2 separate regions of the Gossypium hirsutum genome follow, and region 1 is linked to region 2. A link is a contact called in public Hi-C data. All regions are on one chromosome and are shown on one strand. The core of a region is the stretch at or near the end of the contact, and the rest is flanking DNA. Distances in the headings are between cores, read along the strand shown. Region 1 holds the start of LOC107907881 (anther-specific protein BCP1). Region 2 has its middle 31 kb from the start of LOC107909734.

Region 1 (2,700 bases), core at 195-2,694, 74 kb before region 2:
TTATTGAAAAAGCATTATCTGATAATGCTCAAGTGCGTAACTTGCTATTTCCACTTTCATCTTGCACATCAAGTTAATTCCCTCATTCCGGCTTTGCTTGGTGCTTGTGTGTATTTGCTGTAAGAGGTGGTATAAAACATGGTAACCAGTCTCAATTGCAGTGGTTAAGAAAGAGAAGTTCATTTTTTAATTTGGAGTTAAAAAGGGTCCTCACAGTCGCCTAGGAATATCAGATATAAATCTGAGGAGCTGAATTCCATTTACAATGTTTAGCTTACTTAGGGATGTGATAGAGATTTTACAAAGTTTAGGTACATTTTCTGTTATAAAGCAAAATTGGAGTAGTAATTTTGATCTAAGAAATTTATTTTCTGACATTCTTGTAATTGATATTAGTCCTTCGTTTGGTATAATAATATTAATCGAGATGTTAGCAAATATGGTATATGTGTACTGTGCGAAGCAGTCAATGTGCAGACTAGGTACAATAATGATGTTTTCATCCTTTTCTGAATATGGGATTTATATCCTTCCCATTTTCCAAGTTTATTGTCTTTGTTGCATGCTAAGAAACATTATTATATTGGTGAATGTGTTTGTCATGAAATCAAAAGCTCAAAAACACTATCTAAGGGAGCCATGATTGGTTTTTGAGCTTTACTGGACCCTAAAACGAGGAACACTTGTTAAAAACCAAAGATTTAATTATTTCTACTTTCGATTTGCTGTTTCTAACCCCAATGCTTTTGCTTGAATTGTTAACCAAAGTAGGGCTTATTATTTTATAACTAGTGCTTGTTTCTTAATAAAAATGTCATATTTTATATAGATTATAAAGGGGATTGAGATTTTATGCTTATGGTAACGAATATTACATGGACTAATCAATTATTATTATTTTACTATATTTTAAATGAAAAATGTGAACCTTATTTTTGAAATCCAAAAATTCATATAAGTTTCCTATTTATGTATATATATTCATTAGTTTTATTCATAAACAAATACAAGCAGCTGCCTTTGCAAACCTCAATTTTACCAGACTATGAAATTAAAGTAGACGTACAAATTATGGTTAATAAGACCCTTTTTCGAGGTTTACTACTTGGATTGAGACGAAGCTAATTTAGAAGACGAAGTAGGTAGCAATGGCAGCTGCCCCAGTGAGAGCAGCCGCCCCAACGGCAGAGACACCTGTGGTGGTTGCATCACTAGAAGGAGCAGGAGCCATGCTTTTAGCTTCCTGCTCACTGCCAAGAGGGGCAGCAACAGCGTCATTAGAAGCACCGGGGGAGGATGCACCTGCTCCATCATCAGTGTTGCCGATGGTATCATCATCGGGTACTGGGACTGCAGATGGTGCTTTAGAAGCTGTATTGGCGGCGGAAACCAACCCGACAAGAGCTATAAAGACCAAAGCAAGAACAAAGCTTTGGCGTGCCATTATTGATATTGGTGGGGTACGTGAGAAGGAAGAGAACAAGAAGCAGTAATTAAAAAGAAATGGGGTGATGTTGTTCTCTAAGGGTTGGTTATATGAATGGAAAATTTATACCCGCACAATTACGGAGGAGGAGTGGGAGAGGTTTATAAAGCCTTCAATTTGGCCAAAAATAGGGCAATGCTTCAACGCAAAGCACGGCTTCCTAGTTCACATCCATTTCCGATGATTCTGGAAAACCATGCATATTTTGTTGCGCTACACCTTGTTTTTATTAATTAAATCATTTTCTTTCATTTTTTCCATTTCATTTCATTACCCAATGTCTTATGACTTAATAAACACTGATATCATTATCCTACGAGGGAAATTTATTTAAAAAAAAAATAAATTATTTCAAAATCATAATAATTTGTGACTATGATAGTATTACTAACAATACGGAATGTTATCATAAGATATGAATCTCATATTTAGGGGCGAATCTAGGGGGTTGGCAGGGATCCTGGCCCCTTAAAATGAAAAATGGAGAAAGATTTCTATTTTGGCCTTTTAAAGTTTTAAAAATTTTAAATTGATAAAGATAAAATTACACTTTGGCTTCCCTAAAAATAATAAATTTTTTATTTAATTCTTTAACAATTATATTTTTACTATCATAAAAATTATAATTTAATTTCGTCCCCTAAAAAGGTTTTCTAGCTTTGCCCTGTACATCTTGTTTGAATTAATCAACTCATTAATTTGATTTATGTGAAGGTTAGATTTAATGTTGCAATATGGGTTTCAACAACAACAAATTTTTATTTATTTATTAAATTATATATTTATATTAAATGTTTTGTATTTCAAAATAGATAACAAATATAAGGTTTAATTGTAAAAAACAACCAAATAAATTTGCACAAAATCTTTGATAAGAAAGTCACTGTTTTTGAAAACTTTGAAATGTTTGAATTTCACAAGGACTTATCACCATTTTAATTAGGGCTTAATAACTAATCGATTGAGGATCATTCAGATTTAACATACAAGCTGATAAGATAAATGTTATTTAAGTTTGAATTATATATATGAATTAAAGTTGTCGACTAGCTTACTTAGGTATGAGGTTTGAATGCTTTATTTTGTTCGTAGGATATTTTTTCTTGGGTAGTTTGTCCTTGGTCGGAGAGGTTTCTTACTCACACTTTGAGTAGAGTGAGTGTAAATAATTGTACATGAATGAGGTTGCTTTTACCTTGTGTTAAATAGTTAGG
Region 2 (2,700 bases), core at 40-2,539:
ATTAAATTTTGGTATAATGATTTATTTGGTTTCTAATTTTATAGAAAAAATTATTTTAGCCATTCATTTAATATTTTTTTTATCTTTTTTAGCTTTTGAACTTACATTTTTTTTATCAAATCACTCCAAAATAGATGAAAATTTTAACGTTTTTTAACTTTGCTGATGTGGTATACATGTGGATGACATATTAGCATCTAATTAATTTTTTAAAATTTTAAAAATTAAAAATCATTAATTAAATTTTAGTGCCGACATATCATTTACATAACAATCCACATGTATATTATGCGTGAAATTTTCCTTGTGCGGAAAAACAAAATTAAAAGACAAATTAAGGAGCCTATCAAACTTGGGTGATACGAAAAGAAAACTCCAAAAATGATTCTTATTATGCTAAACATCAATATACTAATAGATTGATTGTTTGACAAGAATCCAAAAAAGTACGTAATTACTGCAAGGAACAAATAACACATCTTGTTTGTCAACTTTATTCCCTTCTTTTTTTTAATATAAAATAGGGTTGCTAAATATTTGATTTTCTAAACTTTAATTATATAACTCCTAACATTCCCTTGAATAATTTAGAGAGGAAGAAGAAGTCAACCAATTCCTAATGATTGGCTCAATTGGTAGTTTATGGAACTAATTGTTTGGCTGTACCAAAGATCCTTATATTTTAGTGTGATGCCTAATTGCATTTCTCTAACTTGCATCATCATTTTATGGACTTAAACAATCTCACATGAATAAAGTTGGATATGGACAGTCCTGTAGAATTAACGGACGGCCAAGGAGCCCACAACTGATAAAAGCATTTTGGCTATCATGTTAGTATTGCGTGGGTTCTTGGATTCAAAAAAATACTAGATTTAGGGATTTGAAAAAAGTGGTGCTTGAGACATATAGTAAGGAAGCAATGTGAATCTTTTATGATCCGTTTCATCAAAGAGATTCTCCAACGAGATTGCACTATTCACTTACTACATATTTTTAGAGAAGGCAATAAGGTAACGGATGGTTTGGCAAAATTGACATTCTCAAGACCTTTGGACAATGTTTCATTCATGTAGCCCTGGATGAAATCCTTGAATCTCTACACGATTTTTCTGATGTAATGTGATCTCATTTTATATATAAAAAAATTAGGGAAGTTAAAAATAATAATTAATTACACTGAAAAGTTAAAGTGATTTTTTACATATTTTCAGTTCTAAACTATTCTAATTTAAGCTCACAAATTTAAAGCCCACAAGTGGCCCAGATAGCCAAGGTTGGGGAAGGCCTTGCATTTTCTACAGGGTATCACTATTTTCTTGTTCTATTAAAATTTCAACTTCTTTCGTCCCTATTTATTGTGCACCGTTTTTTTTTTTTTTTTTGTTTTGGTAGGAAAATAAGAGGGTGTTTTTGAAGGAATTGAATTTGTTACAATGGGATTTTAATGTTTAGTGACTTACTTTCTTCTACAAATAGTGAAATTGATTCTCTTAAAAAATACATATATAATGGAAAGCAAATAAAAAAGGAAAACATGGTTATTGGTGTCTATCCCTACAATTCATTGTTGCAAAGTAATTCTTTTTTACTTTTATTCTGAATTGTAAATTTTACTCTCTTTTAAATATGTGAAATGTTTCTTTGAAATATTGAATCCTTTTGTCTTTTTATTTGAAAATCTCAGTCCCTTATCAAAAATATAAAATACTTTTTTAGCCATCAATATTTATAATTTTTATCAATTTAGTCCTTACACTTTAAAGTAAATAAAAAATAAAAAATTAAATTTTATCATGTGTTAAATAAAATCATAACAAATTTAAAAATATATACTTAAAAATCTAAAATTATGAAAAATAAAAATTATTTAAATAAAAATTAATATAAAAAAATTCCAAAATTCAATGTTGTCTAAACCAGATTGGATCGAAAATCAACTGGGGTATCGATCCAATGAGAAGTAAAAACTTGGTTGACCTGTAAACCGGTACGAGCTGGTTGAATAGAGCTAAAAAACCGGTTGAAACCTATTTTTATAATTTTGTATATTTTTATTTTTTAATAATTTATTTGTTTTGAACCGATTGGACCATTCGAATGGGAACTAATTGGTTTGACTAGTTCAACCATCAATCCAGTTCTAGACACATTGCCAAAATTTCAAAAAAAAAAGTTTTTTTAGTCTAATTTAACCCGTTCGTACCAATTCATTGATCAAATGGTTTTTTTACCTCCCACCGGATCAATAACCTAGCCTTTTTTCGATCTAACCAATTCGACTAACTAGTCTAGTTTAGATAACATTGCATTTTGAAAATTTTATATATTTTAAATGACTTATTTTTTTCATAATTTTAATTTTTTTTAAATATATTTTTTAATTTTTTATGTTTTAATTTAAAATATGAAAAAGTAATTTTTAAACTTATTTATCTATTTTTAAAGGGTAAGAACCAAATATAAAAAAATGTAAATATTGAGAGTTAAAAATATATTTTACTTTTTTTTATAACAACCACTAACGTACACAAAAGAACTAAAATTTTCAAATTAGAAAAAAATATAATCACTCAATGTCTCAAACTAAAACTTCAAAAGAATACAAAAACTTGAAACCTTCTTTTTTTCTTTTAAGGTTATACATGCGTGGTACTAAGTATCTATATTTCTTTTGTCATAAATATTTTTTAAAATATA

Evidence for each region. A called contact is a pair of places that touch in the nucleus more often than the background predicts.
Region 1: a contact with region 2 is called in a Hi-C map of leaf, with 8 times the contacts expected there. The contact joins the promoter of LOC107907881 here to the enhancer-like site in region 2. A contact is called at or near these places in 8 of 34 Hi-C or Micro-C datasets (callus, hypocotyl and leaf).

Annotation. Positions count from the first base shown.
Region 1 is chrD02:58,683,136-58,685,835 of Gossypium_hirsutum_v2.1, reverse strand. LOC107907881 (anther-specific protein BCP1) reads right to left here and starts at 1,444. Exons shown (of 1, transcript XM_016835192.2): 1 at 1,127-1,444. The coding sequence starts at 1,444. The coding sequence ends at 1,127. It overlaps LOC107909738 (actin-related protein 3), which reads left to right. Exons shown (of 9, transcript XM_016837377.2): 9 at 1-438.
Region 2 is chrD02:58,608,765-58,611,464 of Gossypium_hirsutum_v2.1, reverse strand. No RefSeq gene overlaps it. Among protein-coding and RNA genes, the nearest start is that of LOC107909734, 31 kb to the right of the region's middle. Within about 2 kb of position 1,289, at least 3 of the 9 cell types and tissues checked have an H3K27ac peak or open chromatin away from gene starts, as enhancers often do. A contact at or near this core is called in leaf, where this site is marked.